Regions from separate parts of the Oryctolagus cuniculus genome. Here region 1 is linked to region 2. The links are chromatin contacts, called in public Hi-C maps. All regions are on one chromosome and are shown on one strand. Each heading gives the region's core, a stretch centred on a gene start, on an enhancer-like site or on the middle of the called end of the contact. The rest is flanking DNA. Distances are from core to core; before and after follow the strand shown.

Region 1 (7,100 bases), core at 1,830-4,329, 72 kb after region 2:
ACTAAGTCCCAAATAACGATTTAAAAAAATTCAGCTTTGAGAAGTGGCTAGTCAAGTCTACACATGACTCTTCCTTCCACTTACAGGACAACAACGAATCTTAATGAAGAATGGGATGTGAGAGGGAGTAGGAGGGGGGACGGGAGTAGGGGTGGGAGGACCGCTATATTCCTAAAACTGTACCTATGAAATTTGTATTCATTAAATAAAAGCTTTCTACAGAAAAAACACACACTGCAGAGCACTTACAGCTGGGCTCCATCAAGCAGATTCTCCAATGTGTCTTCCTCCCGCAGTGCTACCTGCCTCCTGTGCTCTGCACATGAACCTGGCCTACGCACGCACCCTCTCTATCCTGCTCACCTTTCTCGGTCTTGCTCCAGAGCCAGGCTCTTTCACCACGACGCTCACTTCTGGTTTCCGCTTGGGTTCAGCTACCAGGAAGCACCAGCAGGGAGCAGAGGGTGGAGGGAGTGGAAGGTCGGGACTTTGTTCTGCTCCTTCCCAGCCAGGCTGGGTTTGGCAAGGTAGTGGCCACGGCTCTGGGAAGCGACCCCTCTTCTAGAGCTGCCACTCTCTCCAGGCTCTGGCGACAGCATCACCTCTGCAGCTGCTTTGGCTAGCTCAAGGGTACCTCAACATCCTGTACCCTGCAACCTCCCCCCACCCCGCCCTCCATGAACAGCCCCTTTTGTGGCCTCTCTTCTGCTCCTTGGCCCTGGGCTGACATACTTTGGTTACATGTGCAGTTCCTTCTACTCTGGGATACCTCCTTGCCCACTCCGGCGCAGTCATCCTCAGCCTACTGCAAAGCTCATCTGCTCTGCAGAGCATTCCAGGGGCCTGCATGGTAGAACCTGCCTTGGTACACGGTCTACCAAAAGGATGAGCTATGCGGCCACGTGTTTATGTTCCCGACAGACTCCGCTTCTCCAGAGCCAGCATCCCGTGTCTCTTCTGTCCCCAGTGCTATGCAGAGGGACTGGGAAGTCTTTATGATCAAAGAACCTATAAATGGCTGGAAGGTAACAGCACTCTTAATTATTAAATGACACCATAACTCTAAGTCATTAGGTAATATTTCCTAACAGTATCAACAGAACTACTTCATCTAAGTTCCTTTCCTGGGGTGATCTGGTGAGTTTTCCCCAAATGTGGTTGCTGGGATCCACCAAGAGATGGCCACTGCTGCTCGCTGGGCGGTGACTGGGTAGTGCTAAGCAGCTAGCTCCCGACGTTCCCCGCATCACCTGCTTATTATGCTAATTAGATCTTACTTGAAAGATGCAATAATTGCTGCAACCCAAGGAAAGAATTAATGGCCAATTTTAGTGGGTAAAATATTCATTAATCAAGTCAACGGAGAAGAGACCTGCGGAGTTTAGAGGAAAGGTCTTTGGAGAGCTGGAAGAAAGGTAATCACCTAGGGATTTCTCCTTTTCATAAACACAGGTTAACTCTGATTACAGTCTCCTTAAAACTCACCTTTCAGATTTAGAACAATGACTCCCCAGGAAGTCTAGGTTTAAACTTCTGGGTTTTAAAATGCATTGTAGAGAAGGAAGACATCATATCACAAAAAAGGCAGTGGTCAGAGGGAGACCACCTTAAATCTTACACATGTTCTCTGTGAAAGGTGTCTTCTTGCAGCACCAGACACCGCAGGTGCTGCAGTACAGAGGGCGGGGAGGAAGCTGCCGTAAGGCAAACACGGTCAGGTGTTGCGGCTGGTGGCAGCACCTCTGTGCCTTGTTAACACACAGCCTTTCAAACCCGCGGTTGACAGCACATTTGAAGTCCTTCTAACACCTGGGTAATCAGAGCCCAGGGAGATGTTGACCAAAAAAAAAAAAAAAAAAAAGACCACATGCAGTGATCCAGAGGTCAGATCAGACTTACAACTACTTTTAAGATATTTCAGGGGCCGGTGCTGTCACGTAGCAAGTAAAGCTTCTGCCTACAGCGCTGGCATCCATCCCATATGGATGCCAGTTCAAGTCTGCTGCGCCACTTCTGATCCAGCTCCCTGATAATGGCCTGGGAAAAGCAGCAGCAGATATTCAAGTGCTTGGGCCCCCTCATCCACGTGGGAGACCCCGAAGCAGCTCTGGGCTCCTGGCTTCAGTCTGGGCCAGCCCTGGCCCCTGCAGCCATCTGGGGAGTGAACCAGCAGATGAAGATCCCTCTCTCTCCCCTTCTAACCTGACTTTCAAATAAGTGAATCTTTAAAAAAAAAAAAAGTTTCAATCCCCAAAGCATTGCCTCCTCATAAAAACATGATAAACCAACCCCACAGCCCTCCCTCAATGCCCTTTTATAAAATTCAGATCCTCAGATTTATGTTGACTACGTAGCTGCAAGACGGGGCTCCTCACTGCATTATAAGGGGCTTAAGGGACAGGAGATGGATCACAGGAGGCAGCCTACAATGACGGACGGTAGGGCTTATTTTTGAAACAAAAAAAAATTACTTTCCATGTTTTTATTTAATTTTAAATGCTAACAACCATATTCTAGCTTCTACATGCCCATAAAGCCATTTCATAGTCCAGAAAAAAAATAATTTTGTTTTAAATAATGTTCGCCATCCACATCTTAACAGTCTGAATGCTGAGGCATTTTTCATCCAGAGTAATGATCTCCAGGAGTAAAAATAATATAATTATAACTGAACTACTTGGTCAGCTAAATCCCAACCAGAAATGCACGGGTACGTATTTCATTTACTGTGTCAAAAAATCTTCATTCTGGACCATCAGCACGGCACTAAATTTTGATCTGTCACTGCAAACAGGTCACTTCTATTCCTGGCTTATGGCATGGTAACAGGGCGCAGCAATTGGCAAAGACAGCTAATATTTCACATTAAATCTCCCCACCTGACCTTCTGAATCAGACATGGACAGACTCACGAATAAGGAATTATTTATTATGGAAACATTCCCTTTTCTTCTTTAAAAAAACAAAACCAAAACCCTCTTAGTTGAAGCACAGGGGGAAGCTAAGGACCGACGTTGTGGGGAAGAAAAGCTGTGGCTGACAGGATGGCCCGCGAGGGGCAGGGGCTGCATCCAGAGCTCCCCCTGTGCTCCCCCTGAGGGGATTCCAGGGAGGAAGGGGGCGCCCAGGGGGCTCCACGGGGCCCAGGACAGAACTAGGAGGGTGTTTCCGAGGGGTCACCAGAGCCCGGCAGCCCCCTCGGAGGGGGCCCCAGGCCTGGGATGCAGGCCGAGGGTGCATCTCGTGCACATGAGAACAAAGCGGCCTGTCCCGAGATGCTCCGTTTCTCTGGAAATCCCCTGTGGACCCACGCAGAGCCCGCATGTTAACCTGCCTTTGGTCTTCCTTGGAGTAGAGCTTTGAGGAAAGCACTTTGGGGACTTCCTCTCTGTCACCTCCGCCCTCCGCCAGCCCCAGCGCCAGCCCCAGCCTGGGGAACGTGGGCCTCCCGAGGGTGCCTGCACCTCCTGCCCCGTGTTCGCTCTCCCAAGGCCAGCGCACCTCACCCTGGGCTGCTTTATAAAGTAGTTACGTCTCAGCACAGTCCAGGGCCATTTTGCATTAACTGGGATGAGAGGGCTGTGAAGTGAGGCACCTGCGCTGCCCCCAGGTGGTCCTAATGTGCAGCCAAGCTGCGAGCGCTGCGCTAGGACAAGCCCGTGGTTCCTCACGCATCCAGCATCAATTGAACAAGCAGCAGACTCTCTTGTGTTTGGGGAAAGAAGGTGTGTGTGGGGAGGGGTGGTGCTTCAGCGTGGCTCAGGCCCTAGCAGGGCGTGGAAGAACTTGGTAAACATGGGCGTGCATCGGAGTCACCTGCAGCGCCGGAGCCCGACGCTCTGGGGAAGGGCCCGAGACAATGCATCTAACGAGTTCCCAGCTGGAGCTGCTGATCCCAGAACTACCGTGGCCTGGTCGGCTCAGACCAGACAGCACGTGCCATACGCTAGACAGCTGGGGTGGCAGTGACTCCGAGGAGGCAGAGAATGCACAGGTCTTTAATCCGACCCGACTGCCAGCCACAGAGAGACCAGGGCTGACGCAACCTGCCCTTTGGTCCGCGACTCTAGTTTGGTTGGCACTCATGAATTTTTGTAGCCTGAGTCACCCATCGCGTGTCCACTGCGAGGCCAGTGAGGGTGTGGCCGCAGGAACGGCAGCCTGCTGTCACCTTGCACTACAGGTTACAGTGCACTTTCTTAGAAACAGGCGCCAGATCCTTTTTTCCCAAAGCAAGCAGTGGCCGCCCTCGGCCAGAAAACAAACCCATGGCTGCTTGCTGCACCGGCTCCAGAGCTCGATCCACAGCTGTGAAAATACCATGGTTAACAACCCAAGCTTCTCGTAGCCGCCCAAAGAGACACTGCGCTAGGAGTGCCTGGGGGAGAACGTTCCCCTTCCGCCAAGTGCCCTTTCCTGCAAGGGGAGGCGGGTTAGGACAAAGCCCAGTGCCTTCGGTTTTCACGACTGGTGCCGGGACACCAGCCACTGAGCAGCAACACAAATGGAGCTGGGACAGAGCTAATAAAAGTGGGCGTCAGAAGTTGGAATACCTTTGGGTGGTGATACAGTTAATGTTGGTGGGCTTTCTGGAGCAAAAGTAAACAGGAAACTGTGGCCTCTGAAAAAGTTCTCTGTTATTAGGAGAGAGTGGCAGGGGCATGGCGACCTACCCACCCCACCATACAAAACCCTAATCAGCCGGCGCCGCAGCTCAGTAGGCTAATCCTCCGCCTTGCGGCGCCGGCACACTGGGTTCTAGTCCCTTTGGGGCGCCAGATTCTGTCCCGGTTGCCCCTCTTCCAGGCCAGCTCTCTGCTGTGGCCAGGGAGTGCAGTGGAGGATGGCCCAAGTACTTGGGCCCTGCACCCCATGGGAGACCAGGATAACTACCTGGCTCCTGCCATCGGATCAGCACGGTGCACTGGCTGCAGCGCGCCGGCCGCGGCGGCCATTGGAGGGTGAACCAACGGCAAAGGAAGACCTTTCTCTCTGTCTCTCTCTCTCACTGTCCACTCTGCCTGTCAAAAAATAAAAAAAAAAACCCTAATCTGTGCTCAGAGCAGCTGTAGGAAGGCGTGGCCCTGGGCTGGCAGGGGGTATTCTGGGAGCTTGGCAGATGCTCAGCGCTCTACCCCTCAGACCTATCAACAGCAGAGGCTGAGTGTGTGAGTGTGAGTGTGTGACTGGGTGTGTGCATGAGTGTGTGTGAATGCATGACTATGTGCATGAGTGTGTGAGTATATGTGAGCATGTGTAACTGTGTGAGGGTGAATGTGACTGTATGTGAGGGTGTGTGCATGAGTCTGATTGTGAATGTGTGACTATGTGTGTAACGGTGTATGAGTGAATGTGTGAGTATAACAGAGCGTATGTGTGTGTGACTGTATGAGGGTGTGTGCATGTGTGTGAATGTGTGTGAGAATGTGTTGTGACTGACAGTATGTGAGTAAATGTGTGAGTATATGTGAGTGTGTATGTGAATGTAACAGTGAGTGTATGTGTGTGTGAATATGTACGCGAGTGTATGTATGTGTGTTAAGTGTGTATATGTGACTGTGTCAGTGTGAATGCGTGAGTGTATGTGTACTTGTGGGTGTGAGTAGTGTGTGTGGGAATTATTGTAACCTATATTTTAACAAGTTGTATTTTTAAAATCCTGATGTAGCTGAAGTTTGAGAGCTCTGGAATCCACAAAGCTTGGCCCAGCTTTTCTGGGAATTTCCAACAGTTGTGGTGGAAGACAGTATCATCCCATTTTTAAAATCAGGGAACTGAACTGAAATAGCCAAGAAAAACTAAAGGAGGCGTAATGGCTACGTCTGATGTGCCATCCAGGAGCACAGAAAGGATTCTGGGTAAAAGATAAGGGAATTCGAATAAAGTGGGGACTTCAGTTAATAAAGTATCAATTTGGTTAGCCAACTATAACAAACATACCACACTAATAATACATTAATAATCTGGAAAGGCAGACACGGAGATCTGAGAACTGTACCAGCTGAGTAATTGTTCTGTTACTATAAGACTGTTCTAAAATAGAAAGTTCAGGCACCAGTGCTCTGAAACACTTGTCAGAGCAAAATGTTAGATACACAGTAGGTATTACAGTGCTTTATGGTTAAAATATTTTGTAAATTTTCAAGCTACACAAATCATACATCCTTGAACTTGTCGTTCCTATGTCAGCTGCCCCAGCATACACGGAAGGGGCACCCCGTTCCGCTCTCCAATGTGTCGCAAACGGGAAAAACGACACAGTCCCCCTCGCTGGACCCTGTCAGCGTGAGGAGTATGAACCTGCTGGTTCTGGACCAGCCGTGCTCCCGGTCCACACATGACCTCGCCTGCCGTGCAACAGGAAACCTGTCCCCCAGTATCGGGATCACAAGCAGGTTCACTGCGTTTTTCTTAAGCCAGAGAATTCCAGAGAATTCTGCGGCAGGGGGTGAACTTTGCTGCAGCCTAATCTAAAGTTCTCGTGGAGCCGCCGCAGTCTGTCCTTCCCTGGTACAGAGAGAAAAGGGCCAGGCCTTGCGGGCCGAGCTGAGGCGCTGGCAGGAGGCGCTGCAGGTTACATAACCGCTGTTGCTCTAACCTCTCCTCTCAGGTCTTCTTTCTCAAAGGTCCAGTCATCCTCGCGGCTCCCCCGCTTGGCCTCGCCAAGTTCTTCACACTGGACTTTTAATGTTCTATTCCAGAGGCCTCTCCTCTTTTCCCTACCACATCTTTCCAGAAGCTTCCAACCTGCTCTCCTCTAAGCCAAGGGCCCAGGAAACTGGAGACGGTGCGGACAACCGCGCTCCACCTCCCGTCTTGCTTCCACCTGTGCCCCCCACCCCGGCTAGACCACCTAAAGAGAGGATTAAGCAAGATCTTAGCCACAGCTGGGCTACAAAGGCATCAGGGTGGCAACCTCTGCTGGCCTGGATTACGCCTCCTTCTCATATTCCATCTTGCGATCACAGGATGTCGGGACACGAGTGACCTTGGCACTACTCCTTCCATTTAGTAGATTTATTGAGGGCTGGTCTGATGCACAGCGGCACGGGCTGGAACGTGACCTGCCCTGCAGTCCTGCGCTCCAGCCACTGCAGGCC
Region 2 (7,652 bases), core at 474-2,973:
AGACATTTTTCCAAAACAAACTGGAAGCACAGAGACATCGAGAACCAGCAGAAATGGAAGGTCCAGGAAGCAAGCAGATCTGCTTCTGCAGCAGGCAATGTGCAGCAAAAAGCATTCCCTGAGTCTCTTTTGGGACTCTCCAGTTTATCACACACACACACATACACACACACACACAGATATTCTGATGTTTTGTGTTTAGGAGAAAAGTACAAACAAGAACACATAGTCTGGCTATAGATTTTCTCCCTTGGATATAGAAGCTTGGATGTCTGAATCACATTTACAACAATAGAGTCATGTTAGTGAGCTATATTTAGCTAAATATTCTTTATGGCCTCGATGCTTATGGATACACTGTATTTTCTGCACACTTGTGGACAAGATGTTGGCTTCACTTTACAACCAACATCTTGTCCACATCAGCGGAGCGTTCTCACACAGACACGCATACCATGTGGACTACCTGCTGAGTTCTGGCAAGCTTGGCAGACTGCAGAACATAATGGGAAGGCAGTTGGAGTGGAAAAAAACCTTCCTGGGAATTTTTTAAGTGGTTTAAAAAAAAAAAAGGCATACTGGCTCCTAACGCCCCACACTGTGAGCTGGCACAGGAAGGATAATCCAGGAAATGAGATGTAAAACCTGTACACAGGTGGCATTTTGCAAACAACCAACATAAAGAATGCGTTTCTCTTTAGGCAGTCAACCACTTGAAAGTTTTACTTTTTAATTAGGTGCATGCGAGTTGAAAGAGCACGCTGAAACTGTCATTAATTCCACATGGAGGTCTAGCCAGTTGGGCGGACCGTTCTCAGAAACCGGAGCACTCATTTGATAGAGGGGCACGTATCCAACCCCAGCGAGGTGGAGGAGCACGCGTGAGCTTCGGCAACCTGGAGGCAGACACCTGGGGCCCAGCACTGCTGACTTGGGTCTTTCAGGAACTCTCTGCAGGCCCTGCCTGGTCACTGGCTTAAGTCCAAGGATCTCGACTGGATATGGTGTAGTAAGGAAAGGTCACCTCAATGTGGCAATTTTGTTTTCTCTTAGAAGAAAACGAAGGGCCTGTGGCGTGGCTGGCAAAGCTGCCGCCTGCAGTGCTGGCATCCCATATAGCTGCTGGTTCGTGTCCCCGCTGCTCCACTTCTGATCCAACTCTCTGTTGTGGCCTGGGCAAGCAGTAGAAAATGGCCCAAGTCCTTGGGCCCCTGAATCCACATGGGAGACCTGGAAGAAGCTCCTGGCTTCAGATTGGTGCAGCTCTGGCCATTGCTGCCATCTGGGGAGTGAACCAGAGGATGGAAGACCTCTCTCTCTCTTTCTCTCTCTCTCTCTGCGTAACTCTGAATTTCAAATAACAAATAAATCTTAAAAAAAAAAGAAGAAGAAAACAAAGGGCATAAATCCTCCTCAGCTTGGGTTACACAGTGATTCTCTAGATACGACACCCAAGGCCCAAGAAACAAACAGATAATTGGACTTCATTAAACGTAAAACCTTTATGTTACAAGCAATCTCATCAAGTGATGGAGACATCACACAGCAAACACATAGAGAACTCTTAAAACTCAACATTAAAAAAAAAAAATCGAACAAAGGGCAAAGGATTTACATGGCCATTTCTCCAAAGACACACAAAAGGCCAGTGAGCCCATGCAAAGTGCCTTCCTTGCACCGTGCTCTGACAGCGGAAGCGGAAGCAGTTACTACTTGGCCAGGTCACACAGCAGCGGGTTGCCCGAGCTCCACTGGGGCACCAATGAAGGAGGCACTCACGCCCAGGGTCCTGCTGGTTTATGGTCCCAGCCCTGGTCCCTCCTTCTGCATCACCTCCCCAGGAGTTCAGAACATCTGCAGTCCAAACATGATTGCTCAAGTTTCAGCCATCATTCCTCATTTGTTTTTCCTAAAAATGTCATTAAAGTTTTTTTTTTTCCTTCCCCTTTACTTTAGGGAAAAGAGAGATGACCCAAAGAATGAGAGGTTAGGCAGAGCTCGGAAGGAAAACCAAGTGAGAAAAATTACATGCTTGCCAAGAAGCTATGTTTTCCGTGGTGGCCAGCAACAACAGCACTGCTTGTTTTGACCGTTCCGTCTAGCATGGTCTCTGGCACCGCGTCCACCAGTCACCAGTTCCAGCAGTATCTGCCCGCCCCCTCTTCCTGTGCGTCCACAGCGACACGCTTCACTTCGGCTGGCGAGTTTCTCTGAGCACAGTGGACACAGTAGAGCTGCAACAGTCAAAATGCTGACTTGCTGCTTCTCAACAACCTTTACGTTTTATTGACACACCCATGCATTCTCCTTGAGGGAAGCTCAGCACGAATTCTCTCTGTGTTACGTAGCTCGCATCTACTGCACAAACTCTGGGACGAGGTAATCCTGAAAGGGCACGTAAGCATTGAGTTTCGCTTTGTCTGCGAGTTTGCTTCTACCCAGATTCTGCCGGCTGATGATGGTGGTGGTGGACACGCACAGGCTGTCCCTTGTCTATCCAGGTTACTGGCCCTGCTGGTCGATGGTGCAAAACGGTTGGTGAGGCCAGCGTTTGTATTTACATGTTCTGATTTATTATCCCCTGCAGAATGAAGGCCAGTTTTCATACCATTTCCTGCTTTAATCACAGCCAAATATTTGGCCTCATGGACATGCTTGGCAACTTCCAGTTTCAGTATCTTGTTACACAGCAAGTCAAACAGGGGCTAGGGCTTTATGGCACTGGCATGCAGTTCTGCATTGTTGGCTTCCCTCATTCCTGAATCTTCAGGAGACGCTCTGCTAAGCATTACGTTGTCTTTGTGGACTTGTCCTGCCAGGTGTCAGCTAGAGTTGCTCAAGCTTTGCCAACTTTACAGTCTGGGTATGCCCCCTCAGAGAGCTGAGAGAGGTTTGGGCATTAGGAAGAAAGCTCTCATACCCACAGGGAGGCAGCTACACGTGGCAGTTAACAAGAAATCCACCCAGTAACTTCCAGAGAAAGTCTGAAACCCACTCCAACTTAATAACTCTGTACATGTTTCTGACGCTGCTCTGCCTATTGCCCTGAACTGAAAAATGGGGACCAACTGATCACCTCCCCCAGCGGGCTGTCATGGAGAGCAAACGAAGGGACGCAAGGTACTCAGGAGAGGTCCCTGCTGCTATTCTCACTGCACTTTCGCCTGTATGCTGTCCCGTGACATTTTCTCATTCTGGTTTGCTCAAGGGCAAACAAAGTACGATTCCTTCCGTTTAAAACATATGCAACAACTAGAAGATAAATATCATACAGACTTGAAGACACCTAAGCATCTGTAGAATAGGTTTTTTGCTTATAGACAAAAAATTAAGCGATCAGTGTTTTTTCCTGTTTTTATGGATGTGTAACAACAGCATATGCCATGAAAAAAGCTTTGTGTCCCATTAGGGAGTCCCATCTATCTCACTGAATAGGAGCATATATTAAAACTTATTTTTGGCCAGCGCTGTGGCTCAATAGGCTAATCCTCTGCCTGTGGTGCCGGCACCCTGGGTTCTAGTCCCGGTCGGGGTGCCGGATTCTGTCCTGGTTGCCCCTCTTCCAGTCCAGCTCTCTGCTGTGGCCCGGGAATGTAGTGGAGGATGGCCCAAGTGCTTGGGCCCTGCACCAGCATTGGAGACCAGGAGAAGCACCTGGCTCCTGGCTTTGGATCAGCGCGATGTGCCGGCCACAGTGCGCCGGCCGCGGCGGCCATTGGAGAGTGAACCAACGGTAAACGAAGACCTTTCTCTCTGTCTCTCTCTCTCACTGTCCACTCTGCCTGTCAAAAAAAAAAAAAAAAAAAAAACTTATTTTCTATCTCTCTTTGCTTTGAAATTTGAAAGTAACCTATCTGTTCCCAACAATCTAAACATGACAGAAATACTTACATAAAAGGAAGGTTCTGACAATCTCATTCCAGTCACCATCATTTACTACAGAAAACTATGGATTGCATTTTTGTGCATTTTCTTTTCCAATTTTTTAAATAGTTTTTCCTCCTTAATTTTAGCAATATATCTTTTGAAAGAAACTTATTTATTTGAAATGCAGAGAAATAGACAGACTCACAAACACACAGGCAGATGGACAGCTCTCACCCACTGCTTCAGTCCCCAAATGCCTGCAATAGGTGAGACTGGACCAGGCTGAAGCCAGGAGGTAGCAGCTCAATCCAGGTGTCTGTCTGTCTGTCTCTGTCACTCCCTTCCCTCCCTCTGCCTCTCTGTAGCTCTGCCTTTCAAACGAATAAGTCAGTCTCAAAAAAAAAAAAAAAATCCTCCGAGAACCCACTTCCCGATCCTGGCCTGGTCATCCATGCACTAGTTCTTTGTTCTGCAGTAATCTCAGCTGCAGCACTCACTGGTGCCACAGTTTTGGGCAGATACTTATTCTTGTCATGACTCAGTTGTCTCATCTGTGAGGCAGGGATAAAGTAGTGGTGAGGATTACATGAGTTAAAATGACACAAAGTGCTTCAAACAGTGTCTGGCAATAGCAAGTATTCAATAAACAGTAGCTACTGTTGAGAACACTTGTGTGGTTCCTGTTAACTATTCCTTAATAAAGATGTGAAAATAAGGATTTTGTGGGGGTGAGCATCATGGTGCAATGGTTCAGCGTCTGCCTATGATGCCAGCGTCCCATTTGAGTACCAGTTCAAGTCTGGGCTGCTCCACTTCCAATTCATCTCCCTGTTAATGTGCCTGGGAAAGCAGCAGGTGGTGGCTCAAGTACTTGGGCCCCTGCCACCCATGTGGGAAACCCAGATAGAGCTCTGATTCCTGGCTTCGGCCTGGCTCAGCCCTGGCCATTTCAGACTTCTGGGGAATGAACCAGCAGATTGAAGCACTCTCGCTCTGCCGTGTGCGCTCTCTCTCTCTCTCTCTCACTGGATTGAAGCATGTGCGCTCTCTCTCTCTTCTCTCCCTCTAACTGACTTTCAAATAAATAAATCTTAAAAAAAATTACCGTGACCAAATAACCTTTGATAAATACAGTAAAATCAATCCCTGAATAAAGGACAGTCTCTTCAATAAAGTGTTGAGAAAATGGGACCTATGCATGCAGAAGTATGAAACTAGAGCCCTATCTTATACTTTATACAAAAATCAACTCACAATGGATCAAGGAACTAAATCTATGACCTGATACCATCAGGTTACTGGAAGAAAACATTGGGGAAACTCTGCAAGACTCTGGCATAGGCAGACTTCTTGTAAAAGACCCTAGAAGCCTAAGAAATAGAAACAAAAATAGACAAACAGGATTGTATCAAACTAAGAAGTTTCTACACAACAAAGAAAACATTCAACAAAAAATATCCAATAGAATGGAAGAAAATATTTGCAAACTATGCAACTGAAAAAGGATTAATATCTAGGATCTATAAAGAGCTCAAGAAACTCAACAACAAAACAAACAATCCAGTTAAGAAATGGGCAGGGGGTCGGCCCTGTGGTATAGCAGGTAAGGCCGCCACCTGCAGTGCTGGCATCCCATATGGGCACCGGTTTGTGTCCTGGCTGCTCCACTTCCTAGCCAGCTCCCTGCAATGGCCTGGGAAAGCAGTAGAAGATGGCCCAAGTCCTTGGGCCCCTGCACCCGTGTGGGATACCTGGAAGAAGCTCCTGGCTCTGGATTGGCGCAGCTCTGTCCATTGCAGCCAATTGGGGAGCGAACCAATGGATGGAAGACCTCTTTGCCGCTCCTTCCCTCTCTGTGTAACTCTGACTTTCAAATAAATAAATAAATCTTAAAAAAAGGAGAAAGAAATGGGCAAAGGACGTGAAGAGGCATCGTTCAAAGACTTAAATACCAACAGCCACATGAAAAAATGCTCAGGATCACTTGCCATCAGGGAAATGCAAATAAAAATCACAATTGTTGCTCCCCCTCTTCGTGGAGGAACGACACAAGACCCTGCGCTGTTCTTTCGTCTGCTCGGCCCTCCCCGGGTTTGCTGCTGGTTCTTCCCGGGTTGGCTACTGTCCCTTCCACCTCCGTGGAAGGGCAGTTCCCCCTGGCCACATTCCCCACTTCCGCAGGGGAGCGGCACACCGCCGGCCGGCTTTCTCGGGGGCTGCACAGGTGTTCCTTCAGCTAGATGTTCCCCCCTAGATGTTCCCCATAGATGTTCCTGGTGCATGCCGTCTCTCTCCTCCTTTATAGTCCTCCTCCGCCAATCCCAACTCGGCTGCCCACACGCCGAGTACGCTGCTCTCCTCCAATCAGGAGCGAGTCCTACAGTTTATTGGTTGAACTGGAGGCAGCTGTGCGGAAGCTGTTTACTTCTCTCCCAGCGCCATATTGTGGGAGAGCAGATGCATAGAATAAGTCTTAATTCCAGTAACTCAGTCCAGTCCGGGCTGCTCCCCACAACAATGAGGTTTCATCTCACCCAGTGAGAATGGCTCTCATTCAAAACTCAAAAAATAGTAAATTGCTGGCGAGGATGTGGGGAAAAAGGTACCCTAATCCACTGCTGGTGGGAGTGTAAACTAGTACAGCCATTGTGGAAGACAGTAAGAAGATTCCTCAGAAATCTGAAAATAGGTCTACCATATGACCCAGCCAACCTACTCCTGGGAATTTACTCACATGAAATGAAGTCAGCATATAAAAAAGTTATTTGTACCCCTATATTTATTGCAGCTCAATTTGCAACAGTTAAGATATGGAATCAACCCAGATGTTCATCAACTGATGACTAAAGAACATGTGATTGATACACACACAATGGAATACTATTCAGCCACAAAAAGAATGAAATCTTGTCTTTTGCCACAAAATAGACGCAACTGGAAACCCTTATGCTTAGTAGAAATAAGCCAGTCCCCAAAGACAAATATCCTATGTTTTCTCTGATCTGTGGTAGTTCATACAGAATATAAAAAAATGCATAGGAATGAAATAGACATCTTATGATTTGTTTTTAGCCCTTGTTTATACTCCTGTAAAACTGTGGTCTTTCTACTTTTTACTTGTTGAATGTAATGGTTAGTGGTGTATTAAACCTGTGATCACAGAGCGGATTGAAATTATGTTTTTGCAAAAATTAAAAAAAGAGAGACAGAGCAGGATTGAAGGAGGGAGGCACGGTTATCTTCTTAGAATTATACCCATTGAGTACATGAAATCTGTTCTTTATATTATAAATTTTAGAAGATCATTAATATACTAGAAAATCCCTCCAGAAGACCTTACTTACACAAAGAAAAGAGAAAACACAGGCTTTGCTCGCGGAGAGGGGTACACACTCGTTTCCCTGACTGCATTCTGCCTCTTTCACCGCCACTGCTCTTTAGCTGGGAACCAGTGAGAGGCTTGGGCCACGTCTCTCAAACAGGCCTTGTATGGCACAGCCAAGGGGCACCCGGCCACGCAAAGCGGTGTGGGGGCCATGGAGCAGCCCTTGCCATCCCAAGCCACACTCAGAGAATGCCTCAGGGAGTGGTTTGTGGACTGGGGCCTTGGGAGCTACAGATCTCAGGCACTAACATGCCAAGGTTCCTGGAGAGGAAGGAAATCTTTAGTTTGCAGCTCGGCAAAGGCGCGCTGACAAGGAACTATGTCAAGATGGATATGAGTGTGGCATGGGGTCGGGGCGGAGGGGGAGGCCTGACCCCTAGGGTGAAAAACTGCACTGGGA

Evidence for each region. Hi-C and Micro-C count contacts between places; a contact is called where the count stands out from the background.
Region 1: a Hi-C map of liver shows a contact between it and region 2, with 6 times the contacts expected there. The contact joins two enhancer-like sites. A contact is called at or near these places in 6 of 6 Hi-C or Micro-C datasets (ear pinna, embryonic fibroblasts, liver and 3 more).

Annotation. Positions count from the first base shown.
Region 1 is chr16:19,566,957-19,574,056 of mOryCun1.1, forward strand. All of the region lies in intron 3 of JAZF1 (JAZF zinc finger 1), which reads right to left. Among named protein-coding and RNA genes, the nearest start is that of JAZF1, 170 kb to the right of the region's middle. Within about 2 kb of position 3,080, at least 1 of the 8 cell types and tissues checked has an H3K27ac peak or open chromatin away from gene starts, as enhancers often do.
Region 2 is chr16:19,496,403-19,504,054 of mOryCun1.1, forward strand. The region is part of intron 4 of JAZF1 (JAZF zinc finger 1); the gene reads right to left. Among named protein-coding and RNA genes, the nearest start is that of TAX1BP1, 180 kb to the left of the region's middle. Within about 2 kb of position 1,724, at least 1 of the 8 cell types and tissues checked has an H3K27ac peak or open chromatin away from gene starts, as enhancers often do.